2 separate regions of the Triticum aestivum genome follow, and region 1 is linked to region 2. The links are chromatin contacts, called in public Hi-C maps. All regions are on one chromosome and are shown on one strand. The core of a region is the stretch at or near the end of the contact, and the rest is flanking DNA. Distances in the headings are between cores, read along the strand shown.

Evidence for each region. Hi-C and Micro-C count contacts between places; a contact is called where the count stands out from the background.
Region 1: a Hi-C map of leaf shows a contact between it and region 2, with 4 times the contacts expected there. The contact joins the promoter of LOC123164861 here to the promoter of LOC123164094 in region 2. A contact is called at or near these places in 3 of 5 Hi-C or Micro-C datasets (all in leaf) and 1 of 1 datasets of contacts at active chromatin or transcription factors (leaf).

What each region holds. Positions count from the first base shown.
Region 1 is chr7D:169,524,969-169,530,962 of IWGSC CS RefSeq v2.1, forward strand. LOC123164861 (acylphosphatase-like) reads right to left here and starts at 2,727. Exons shown (of 1, transcript XM_044582466.1): 1 at 1,982-2,727. The coding sequence starts at 2,629. The coding sequence ends at 2,288. LOC123164860 (protein NRT1/ PTR FAMILY 3.1) reads left to right here. Exons shown (of 4, transcript XM_044582465.1): 4 at 395-1,485. The coding sequence ends at 1,298. It overlaps LOC123168394 (3-ketoacyl-CoA synthase 4-like), which reads right to left. Exons shown (of 1, transcript XM_044586264.1): 1 at 5,923-5,994.
Region 2 is chr7D:169,351,274-169,357,187 of IWGSC CS RefSeq v2.1, forward strand. It overlaps LOC123164094 (ubiquitin receptor RAD23d), which reads left to right and starts at 2,363. Exons shown (of 12, transcript XM_044581507.1): 1 at 2,363-2,614; 2 at 3,068-3,229; 3 at 4,195-4,248; 4 at 4,801-4,883; 5 at 4,957-5,019. The coding sequence starts at 2,549.

The DNA of each region.
Region 1 (5,994 bases), core at 1,477-3,976, 170 kb after region 2:
ACACGCATACCTCTCTACTAATCTTAGCTAACTTTACCTCCGGTTAACACTGTACAACGTCCAGTGTTTCAATCTTCAAGTCCCTCGATGACCTGTCTGATAAAAGCTTTGATACCCGCTTCGTCGATGATCCCAACGTCACCCACACTATATTCACCAACTGCAGCCAGCAATTCTTTGCTTCTCCTTTCAGATCATCATTAGGAGCTGTTGAAAACCAAAATTGTGGCAGTAAACCAAGCTTTGTTCCCAAAAAATCGAGTGGTTCCAGTGGTGCCAAGCCCGCTAAAAAGATGGGAACAGCAACAATTATTGTTGTTCTCATGAACTCATGAGATGAAGAAAAGAGTGATGCTCAAAACTAATCGACCTGTTTCTCTGCTCCACCGTGCAGCTTCTTTGATCGAGCCGCCATTATCACTGACGGCGACCTGCCCACGACGGACGCCTCTTCCAGCAAGCAACCGCTGAACCTGTGGCGGCTGAGCACGGTGCACCGCGTGGAGGAGCTCAAGTCGGTGGTGCGCATGGGCCCAATCTGGGCGGCGGGCATCCTGGTGATCACGGCGTCGTCGCAGCAGCACACCTTCTCCCTGCAGCAGGCGAGTACCATGGACCGCCGCATCGCTCCGCACTCGTCCTTCAAGATCCCCGCGGGCTCCATGACCGTCTTCACCATGCTCGCCATGCTGGTCACCCTCTTCGTCTATGACCGTGCGCTCGTCCCGCTGGCCCGCCGCCGCACGGGCCTGGACCGTGGCATCTCCTTCCTCCACCGCATGGGCGTCGGGTTCACCATCTCCGTGGCGGCCTCTCTCGTCGCGGGCTTCATCGAGCGCCACCGCAGGGAGGCCGCCGTGGCCGGGGGAACCACCGACGCTGGGACGGCCCCGCTGTCCGTGTACTGGCTGGTGCCACAGTACGCACTTCATGGGGTGGCCGAAGCGTTCAACTCGGTGGGGCACCTGGAGTTCATGTATGACCAGGCGCCAGAGAGCATGCGCAGCACGGCGACCGCGCTCTTCTGGCTGTCCATCTCCCTGGGCAGCTACGTCAGCACGCTGCTCATCACCATCGTGCACCGGTGGAGCGCTGGCCCAGACGGGTCCAACTGGCTCCCGGACAACATCAACCGCGGCAAGCTGGACTACTTCTACTGGGTCGTGACACTTCTGCAGGTCATGAACCTGGTGTACTACCTGATATGTGCTAGGCAGTACACGTACAAGCCCGTGCAGCACTACAAGGAAGAGGAGGGGGAGGACAAGTCCATGGTGGAGCTGCAACAGAAGGTTTGAGCGAGTAACACTATGCAATGTAGTGTGATGGATATCAGTATATGCAGGTACTGGCCTAGCTAGCTAGGTAGACAGATCTGTGAAGATGGTGGTGAATGTATATGTCATTCAGGGTTTGTATGGAGATCAGGAACAGAGAAATGTATCTAGTTCACTAGCAAGTTGCCAAGTTGAGCGAGTAACACTATGCAATGTAGTGTGATGTATATCAGTATATGGCTATATGCAGGCACTGGCCTAGCTAGCTAGAAGAAGGTAGACAGATCTGCAAAGATGGAGGTGAATGTATTAAGTCATTCAAGGTTCGTATGGAGATCAGGAACAGAGAAATGTATCTAGTTCACTAGCAAGTTGCCAAGTTGAGCGAGTAACACTATGCAATTTAGTGTGATGTATATCAGTATGTGGCTATATGCAGGCACTGGCCTAGCTAGCTAGAAGAAGGTAGACAGATCTGCGAAGATGGAGGTGAATGTATATGCCATTCAAAGGTTTATATGGAGATCAGGAACAGAGAAATGTATCTAGTTCACTAGTAAGTTGAGCTAATATCAGGTTTCTACGAATGTGTAACTCTGCTCGTTATGTTCGTAGCTGATCGCGGTTATTGGAAGTGTTTGATGGTAAATTTATGTCGTGAATTTGTCAATGACCGAAACAATTTGATCTTGGTACCATAGTTCTAAATCAAAATTCAGCAGTGCTATATTATTCAAGAACTATACCGAGTACAATACATAGCAACACAGTCTTGGACATGACCTTTGATCCTAATTGCCACCATGTGGACTGATCGAATAAAGCCATTGTTGTGCGCATTGACCACAATAGTTCTCTTATAACAGTTTGCCTAAGAAATGCAGTAGTGCAGATGCTGCAGAACAAGAGGTCAGATATGGAATTAGGTTGGTGGCACTAACCATCGGCAGTTGAGCACAAGCCGTGCAGAACCCGCTGGCTGTGGTCGATCGAACGCCGGGGTCACCCGATCAGACGGTGAGCTTGATTTCGAAGCCGAGGGAGGGGTGGATGTGGTCGGCTGGGGATGTGACGACGGCGGTGACGGCGGCGGCAGGAGGGCCGACGGGGAGGCGGCGGATGACCATCTCGTCGACCTTGGCAGGGTCGCCGGAGAGGAGGGCCTCCACGGTGCCGTCGCGGCGGTTGTTGCGGACCCAGCCGGCGAGGCCGAGGGACTCCGCCGTCTCGGCCGTCCAGTCGCGGAAGCCCACGCCCTGGACCCGGCCCTTGACCACCACGTGGACCGCCTTGTTCGCGGGAGGTTGGTCGGAGGAAGGAGACGAGGCGGCGGCAGCGGCGGAGGTGGCCATGGCGTCAGCGGGGAAGGGCGAGGCAGCGGTAGGCGGCGATAGAGACGTGACAGGTGGGACAACTGGGGGCGGAGGAATCTTGTGTTCGTCGGGCCTCTAAAGTCGAAGTAGCTTTTCGCCCAAAAGCTTTGGGAAAAGGGTTCCAACTTTTGACATTTGATCGGAAGCAGCTAACCAAGTGATATCTCTTAGATCACCCTAAAGAACTTTTTTAATGGCTCCTTTTTAAAACTACACAAATAATTTTTTACATTGTATTTTTTTTCAAATGTCACGAACATTTTGGGAATGCCTGAACATTTTTCAAAATGTCACGTACATTTTATGAATGGTACGAAACATTATTTTGATCATGTAAACAATTTTAGGACATGTAATAACATTACTTGAATATACACTTACTTTTTCAGCACACATTGTAGCATTTTTAGTATACATGAAGCATTTATTTATACATGTTGAATATTTTTAAATACATGATTAACAAATTTTAAAATTACATGTTTTGAATATACTGCATTTATCTTAGTGTCAAAAAAGTCTTACATTTTGAGACGGATGGAGTATTTCTTAATATGTGCTAAACATTTTTCAGATACACCAATTTTTGGATGATATAATCATTTTTTTAACTGCACAATCATTTTTTTTACATTTGTGTCAACATTTTATAAAAGTAGTACGAACATATTTTTGAAGCGCATGTGTATTTTTTAACTGCAACCTACGTTTTTCAATGATTTGAAACATTTTATTTGAAATATACGGACATTTTTTAAATTGCATAGATTTTTTTTAAAAAAATTCACATACTCTTTTTAAGCATGTGAACATTTTTTATATGTCACATTTTTTTAATGCAAACAACACTTTTCTATACTACGCTAACATGTTTTTCAATTCACCATTTTATAGAAATGTAAGTATATTATTTTTTTGGAATACATGTATTTAAAACATTTTTGAAAATACAAACAAAAGAAAAAAGAAAATGTAAAGAATGAAAAATGAAAAAACAGAGAGAAAAAAAACTGCGTGCAGGAAGCTACTTGGCCGACCCAGTAATAGCAACGAGAGGACAGTGCTTGAGACCAGAGCTCCTTCGGGGTCTCTGTAAGCGACACATATCCTCACCTTTTTTTTAGCATCAGTACAGACACAAGCGCTCATACATACGCGCATACACTCATCCCTATGAACGCACACACGTACACCCTACCCCTATGAGCACCTCCGAGAGACTGAGCCGGCATATCATCTTGAGATTTACGAAGCCACCATAGGCGCCTCGTCGTCGACGGGAACGTCTCCTCCCATTGAAAGCGCATCGCCGGAAAATCCTGAAATAAATCCAGGAATAATGCGAGCATCAGGATTTGAACTCTGGTGGGTTGGGAATACCACTGTCCACCTAACCATCTCAACGACAGGTTGATTCGCACATATCCTCACCCTTGATTGCTCGGCCAAAGAAATTCTTTTTATCATGCCTAAAGCTATGCCCAGTGAAGATATGCATTTGTTTCCCCATTTTTTGTTTTGTCGCCAAAAAAAGAAAGCAAAAATCCGTTTGTCTGGTGTCTTCTGTATCTAAATAGCTAACTTCCACTAATCCATTTCTCTCAACATGCAAGCATGTCACCTCAGCATGCAATATACATGAGCAAAGGTCCATCCCAACATGCAACTATGCATAAAGAAAAAAAAACACATCAACATGTGAACGTGCATGGTAATTTATACTCTATTAATAAATATTTTTTAACTATACAATTATCAAACACGATAAATAATATGTATTTTCAGCTTTTGTTCTCATATTACTTCTTCAAATATCCATGTTCCATACTATCAAATATCATTAAAATATGTTACAAATTATTCCTGCAACAACGTGTAGGGTATCATCTAATATGTTTCCAATGTCGTCACGCAATCAAGAGCATTGCTTTTACTGCGGGCCTTACAAGGGAGGGAATCAGAGAAATCATCGGGCTATTTTTCTAGAAACATAGTATGAATAGACGCAGACGTTCATGTACACACACGCACACTCAACCATGTAAAGCACCTTCAGGAGACGGAGTTGACGCATCTTGAGATTGACAAAATCATCAGAAACGCCTCGTAGTTGAGGGGCACGCCATACCACTAAAAGAGTAATGTCGGTAGGCCTGGAATAAACCCTGAAAAATGTGACAACTCTGTGCCAAATCTATGACTCAAACCTGGTTGCGTTAGTCCCACGACAAAAAGGATTCTAGCCATCTGAGCTATGCTCGGTTCGCTCACTGCGCTATATTGCGTACACAATATAGTTTCCACAGAGTGTGTTAACATTTTTGTCGAGTTAACCAACCCAACTGAGCTTATAACGCATCGAATCAAGCTGAGGTTTTTGCTCGCTGGAATTATCAAGCTTAGCAAGTTACAAGGTAGTGAGTTCAATCTAAACGATTCAAGTTGGCTCGTTACAGTCATGGATGCAAATGTTTCATAAATCTTGAACAAGTTTTTTTGTTCACATGGATGCTTGTGAAGAATATGCTAGTGCGATAAATGAATTAGATTAGACACGAGTATTGCGATTTGTAGAAACATGATACAACTTTTTGTCATCCCATTTGTTTAAGAGAGTATGACTAGCATTTCTTGAACGTAGCCAAGTTACAAAGAAATTACAGTATGGAAAAGAGTATCATAGGCATTCCTCAAGCACGAACGGTCTATAAAAAGACCAAATCACAAACCATATCACATTATGAACCTTTCTGGCATCTCTTATCTTATTACAAAATGCCCGGGTTGTGATGACATAAGCCATGTCACCGGGAAGATGTATATGATAGACTTTCTAAATCGTCTGTGATGGCACATTCTTAAGTAGTGGCATATCCTTTGTGGCAGTCCTCAAGCATCAGTGAAGAGGATGATCTGCACTAGAGACAAGAGTAAATAACCTCATCTTGCATCGTACTATAATGTAAGAGCGCAATTAATTGTTGATATTTGTTTTTCTTATTACGTTGGTTTGTTTGAGAGATGTTTAAGCTGATGATATGAAATTGGATTCTAATTTTTTGCGTATGAATAAAATTATTTTGTAAATGTGAGCAACTATTGGTTAAACAGTTGGTAGTTGAATAAAAAAATGGAGAATACATATTCAATGTACATAAGAACATTTCAACAAAATACCACACAACAAATGAATGACACCTACAAACTAAGTTTTCAGATGCTTAAGAAAGCCATGCTGCAGAAGCTAGCCCATCCAATTTATCTTACACATCTTGCTTAATGATAACAAAAAAATAGAATAAAACAATCCAAAAAACTATCGATGGTCGAGTGGGGCACTCAGC
Region 2 (5,914 bases), core at 1,113-3,612:
GTTCCTTCGGTATTCGGGAGTTGCATAATCTCATAGTGAGAGGAATATGTATAAGTCATGAAGAAAGCAATAGCAATAAAACTAAACGATCATTATGCTAAGCTAACGGATGGGTCTTGTCCATGACATCATTCTCCTAATGATGTGATCCCGTTCATCAAATGACAACACATGTCTATGGTCAGGAAACTTAACCATCTTTGATTAACGAGCTAGTCAAGTAGAGGCATACTAGGGACACTTTGTTTTGTCTATGTATTCACACATGTATCAAGTTTCCGGTTAATACAATTCTAGCATGAATAATAAACAATTATCATGATATAAGGAAATATAGATAACATCTTTATTATTGCCTCTAGGGCATATTTCCTTCAAATAACACGCTTATTAATTGATTCATGAATTGATTTGCGGTGTGGCCAGCAAGTTATTTCATGTAGTACATATTTGTGCTTCCTTTTTCTCTGTTAGTCTTTTGACAAATTGTTGTTAATTGTTGTAACATATGTTTATTTTGCATTTATATACCTTTGCGTGCTACATAATGCCCATTTGGAGATGGTATATAAAATGACTATCTATTTTGTTTCCCTTCATCTATGGGATTTTGTTTTCTGTATTTGCTTCATGCATTGGCGAAATGTGGTATCTAATCCTTAGGTGTTTTTTCTTACACTTATTTACTCTTAGCAAAATTTTGCGTCAGAGATTAGTATATACACTGTTGTTGCTTATCCAAGAAATGGTTCAAGAAGGTGAGACTGGCCTTCAATTTTCAGTGATTTGTTTCCTATAAATGCTATGGTTTAATGTTCACATCTTATAATTTCTTGATCTGCTATTGGTTTCATAACTGGATTTAAGATTTGTTTCTATCCATGCAGATAGAATACTTCGCAAGAAATTTAGGTGTAATTAACATCGTGGCCGCATATAGTGATAATGTCTAATGTGGCAATGTAAACCATGTATCATTTTTTTGTGAGACCCCATAACCAAGGTGAAAAGTAAAATCCGTTGATTTTGGGATATAGTATATATGACTGTGGTTATAAATTCCATTCCACATTTTCTACCATGTAGTTGCAACTTAAAGATGGTAATTTGTTGGTATGCAGTTTGAAATGAATTGTGGTGGTTATTTATATTGATTCGATGTTTCTAACTAAATATATGTCCCTTACAGTTAACTTTTATAGATAACTAATAACTTTTTCATTCAGGATAGTCCTTCATACGTGGAGTGCTAAGTATTTAAGACAACTAAATTTAATCAAAAAATATTGCAACTGATTCCCGCAGCAACGCGCGGGGTATCATCTAGTTTGATAAAACATACTCCCTTCGTCCGAAAAAGGTTGTCCCGAGGTTGTCCCTCAAATGAATATATCTAGCAATAACTTGGTGCTACATAAATCCATTTGAGGGACCAGCTTTTTCGGACAGATGGAGTATTTGGTAAGCACTGTTGATCTAGAAAAAAACAATTTATGCAGATAGGCGGTGCCCTCACGCGCGCGGTGCAACTCCGCCCCTCTTCTCTTCATGCTCCTTCCAGCGAGGAGGAGGTTTATGACACATAACCCTCCAGTGCAAAGCCCCCACATCCACTTATCAAAGCGAGGCGGCTCCTCTGTTGGTTCATGGATGGCCGCCGCTGGAGCACCACACGTCGGCGACGAGAAGGCTACAATGCACCACCCACTCTGAAGATAAGGTCAGATTCATGGCTTCCCGCGGCTACTTGCTGGGATCTGGCCGGGAGAGTGATGAGTGAAGGAGAGAGAGGATAGGGCGTGTGGGAGAGGGAAAATGGGTCAGCCGAGATAAAGGATGCAAGCTGCCCCCTGTTCGCGTGGTGCTAACGCTCTCTGCTTTAGGATTCGTGCGCCTCATCCGATGGCAGTTGGCGCGTTCGTTGGTAATCCTTAAACATCTGACGTTTGTCAGATAGCTTTTTCGTTTTTTTGATTAAAAAAAACACTTTCTTTCTTGTTCTCCAACCCAACACAACAACCACCTTTTCGCACTCCACATCCGCCCGTCTCCCCCCTGCGAAGGAAGTATCTTCCCGGATCCGGTACGCCCACCCAACATAAGAGTGACCCCCACACGTCAGCGCTCAATCCACACCAAACCGCTCCGTGTACACGCGAGCCCCTTCCGCACGCAGATCCGCCCACACACCGCCTCGGAGCAGCCGAACTGCCCACCGCCTCGCACCCCGCTGTCCGCCTCCCGACTCGACACCGGTTACCCTCCCACTGGCAAATCGGCCCAACCTGGCTCTGGCCCCACGCGTCAGGGACCGCAGCCGGACACCGCATCCCCCATCATCTATCTCTATCTGATCGGATATCTTTTTGGTTACGGCTCCAGATTTTTTTGCTCCCCCCTATAAACTCACTTCCCCCGTGCGCCTCCGTCGTCCTCCCCTCCCTCGCGAGTCCGAAGTCAAGGCGAAAACCCTCGAGGCGAAGCGAGAGTCAGATAGGGATACCCGCGAGAGACGAGAGTCGAGTGAGAGGGTGGAAGGGAAGCCGCGATGAAGCTCAACGTGAAGACCCTCAAGGGCACAAGCTTCGAGATCGAGGCGACCCCCGAGTCCTCGGTACGATCCCTCTCCCCCCTTCCCCTCGTGCGTATCTCCAATCGCGCGCGATTCGGCGCAATCCTCCGGCAATTCGCTTGATTCGAGGCGTCTCCGTGCGATTGGGGCGCGCCGTGGCACCGTGATTAGGTGCCCGTGCGGGCGATGTCGCGTTTCTAAGAAATCTGAATCTAGGGTTTAGTCGGTGCTCGGCTCTGCTGGTGTGTGGGGGGTGGATGGCGTGGTGTGTAGATCGGTCGCAACTTGCGGTTGTTGGGGCGCTGATGCCTGTAATTTTACGTCGGCTGGGTGCTCTGAATTGAACGTGTTGAGTACTGCTCGGTAGTAGTCGACATGTGCCGGAATTTTTTGTGTGAAGTCTGTTATCTGCTGTATCTATATTGTTTGGGGCTGCAATGCTTGAAGTTTTGCTTCACTAGTACTAATCTGCTTAGGGCTTGCTCTGTTTTGCAGGTGGGTGAGGTCAAGAGAATCATCGAGAGTGCTCAGGGGCAGAAAGTGTACCCTGCGGATCAGCTGATGATCATATATCAAGGAAAAATTCTCAAGGATGATACCACTCTGGAAGCTAACAAGGTTGCAGAGAACAGCTTCCTTGTTATAATGCTGTCTAAGGTATTTGATGCTTCTTGTCCCGTTAGTTTGAATCGTCAGTTCTCCAACTCTTGAAGAATTTTTCCCAGACCCTCGTGGTTTGAATAGAAATTAGGCCATATTTGTATGTTACAGGGAACTAAGCTTGACAATGTAGCCTATTTTAGTCAAGATCTATGAATACTTATGGCAATAATGAGTATATTTCATTACCTTGATCTGTAATCCTTCGAAATTTGACGGACCTTATTAGACACCAAGTTCTGTGTCGAAGTATTCATGTTTGTCTGATAATCAAAATGAGTTGCCTGCTCAAACCAATATGGATCCCACCATTTCCCTCCTTTTGTTTAGCCAACACCCAACGTTGAGCTGTAATCATAGACGTACGATGATGTGCTCTGTTACACATCTGAAATGCACTTGCGTGTTTAATTCAGCCATGGTATTTAATATTTTGATGTGTTTTGAGTTTTTAGCCTGCTAATTGGATGAAGTAATATATATTGGTCTTAGTGATTTCATTCATGTGGATTCGACATTTGTATGTTCTCTCAGTAATGTCTCCATTCTGCACTTTCAATGTTCTTTTATCAATCACTGCTAATGTTCTTTTGTTAAGCGCTTCTCAATCAAATAATTAAAAGTTGGTGAGATAATCATAGACATGCGATGATGCTCTGTTACGCATTCTGAATTGCCCTTACGTGTTTAATTCGGCCATGGTATTTTGTTTTGTTTCTAGTTTTTTATAGCCCACTAATTGGATGAAGCAATAAATATTGATCTTAGCGATTTCATTCATGTGGATTCCATATTTGTATTTTGTCAGCAATGTCTCCATTCTGCACTTCTAATGTTCTTTTGTTACGCACTTCTTAAATCATTATAAGTTGGTGCCAGAACTGTATTTTGAAGATTTAAATGGCTGTTATCTTCTGACCTGGATATCATTAACTTATATCTGGCATGCATTTGTCTTGTAGCCTAAGGCGTCATCTAGTGGTGCTTCTACTGCTTCAAAGGCACCTGCTAGTCAGGTATTCTGGGTTCATACGTTTTTGTAAGATCTACTCCCTCCGTTCCGTTCCAAAATAGAAGACTCAACTTTGTACTAACTTAGTACAAAGTTGGGTCATCTATTTTGGAACGGAGGGAGTACCTATTATTGTATTTTAACCAACATTTTATTCTATGTTCTTACGTCCTGCTGTGCAAAAAAGCTAAATATGATTCCACCTGGTTTCCCTTTTTTGTTTTTGTATTTTATGCGTCTTCATTCCCACCTTTTATCTTCAATCAGCACCAACAATGTTCTGCCATGTCATATCCTGTTAGGGTTATATGTGGACTCTTCAAATTGAATAAAGTTAGAATAGTGAACCTGAGAAATGTGTGTTACTAGTTAATAAGGTGGGACATCTGTGATCATAAATATCTTGCCTTCTGCGAAGGCAGTTCACTTTAGCTAAACAGAAATAGTAGTTCATCATATAATTATGTTGTCTAATATTACCCTGTCTTTTGTTTCTGTGTGACCCTCAATTTATCAACATCTAACTGGAATTATTTAATTCGTCACATTGCGCTAGTCTCAACCTGCTACTCCACCTGCCCCTGTTGCCTCAGCTGCAAGATCACCACCTTCACAGGCACCTGTTGCTGCATCTGAACCGTGAGTTATCAATGCCTCCCAACTTTTGTGTTGGAACCTTCTATTTATCTAATTTATTTCTTCTCATTTGTAGGGCGCCTCCCAGTGCGCAGCCTTCAGCTGTTTCTGATACTCCAGCTCCTGCAGTAACTGCATCGTGAGCCCATTTCAGAGCCTTAATTTTCATTCTATTAGAAGCTACTCCCTCCGTCCCATAATATAAGACGTTATTACATCCAATATGCTAACGTCTTATATTATGGGACGGCGGGATATATTGATACTGATTAGTGTATTTAGTCTGTTTGTTAAACATAATCTAGAGCTTTGTCCTTGTTATTTTTAGCTACAAATTCCTTGCCTTATCATATGGTCGCTTGTCATGTCGGTTCTTTCTGTAAACTACTCCCTCTGTACCACAATACTTGTCGCTGGGGAACTTGTACTGGTTTTCCCCAACGACAAGTATTTCGGTACAGAGGGAGTATTATCTATTTTTGCACATTGGTGACCCGACATGTTTCCATTCGTGTTTCTGTTAGACAGCATGCACAGTTTATATCATTGGTGAGCCATGTTCTGAACTTTTCTCCCTTTTTCTTTTTGAAGTGGAGCCGTGAACTATTCTTGAATGCCTGAGAAGAAACGAGTTTCTTGTTGCTTTTATAATGATATAAATATAAACATGGTTGAATTATTGTGCCATTGACATACCTAGCAGCTGACAAGTCATGTAACCTATTTCCTGAATTCTTTTGGTATTAACGTTTATTACCTTTTAATTATTTTCTTCTTTGGTACTTCTCTGCAAGTTATACTGCTAAAGTGATAGAAAATCTTACTTATGATGTAACACTGGACAAAAGTTAAAGAAAGATGAATGGAACCTTGGAAATGCATAGGTTCATACATTGATTTTGTTAGGTTATAATTTTTTGCTTTATTTTCTGAATGTGTAGACTTCAAAAACCGGCAGTTCATTCTATGTGTTTGGGTGTATTTGGCATCAGCACATGTTCAGTGCAACTTCTGCTTCTGTATATTATGTAATC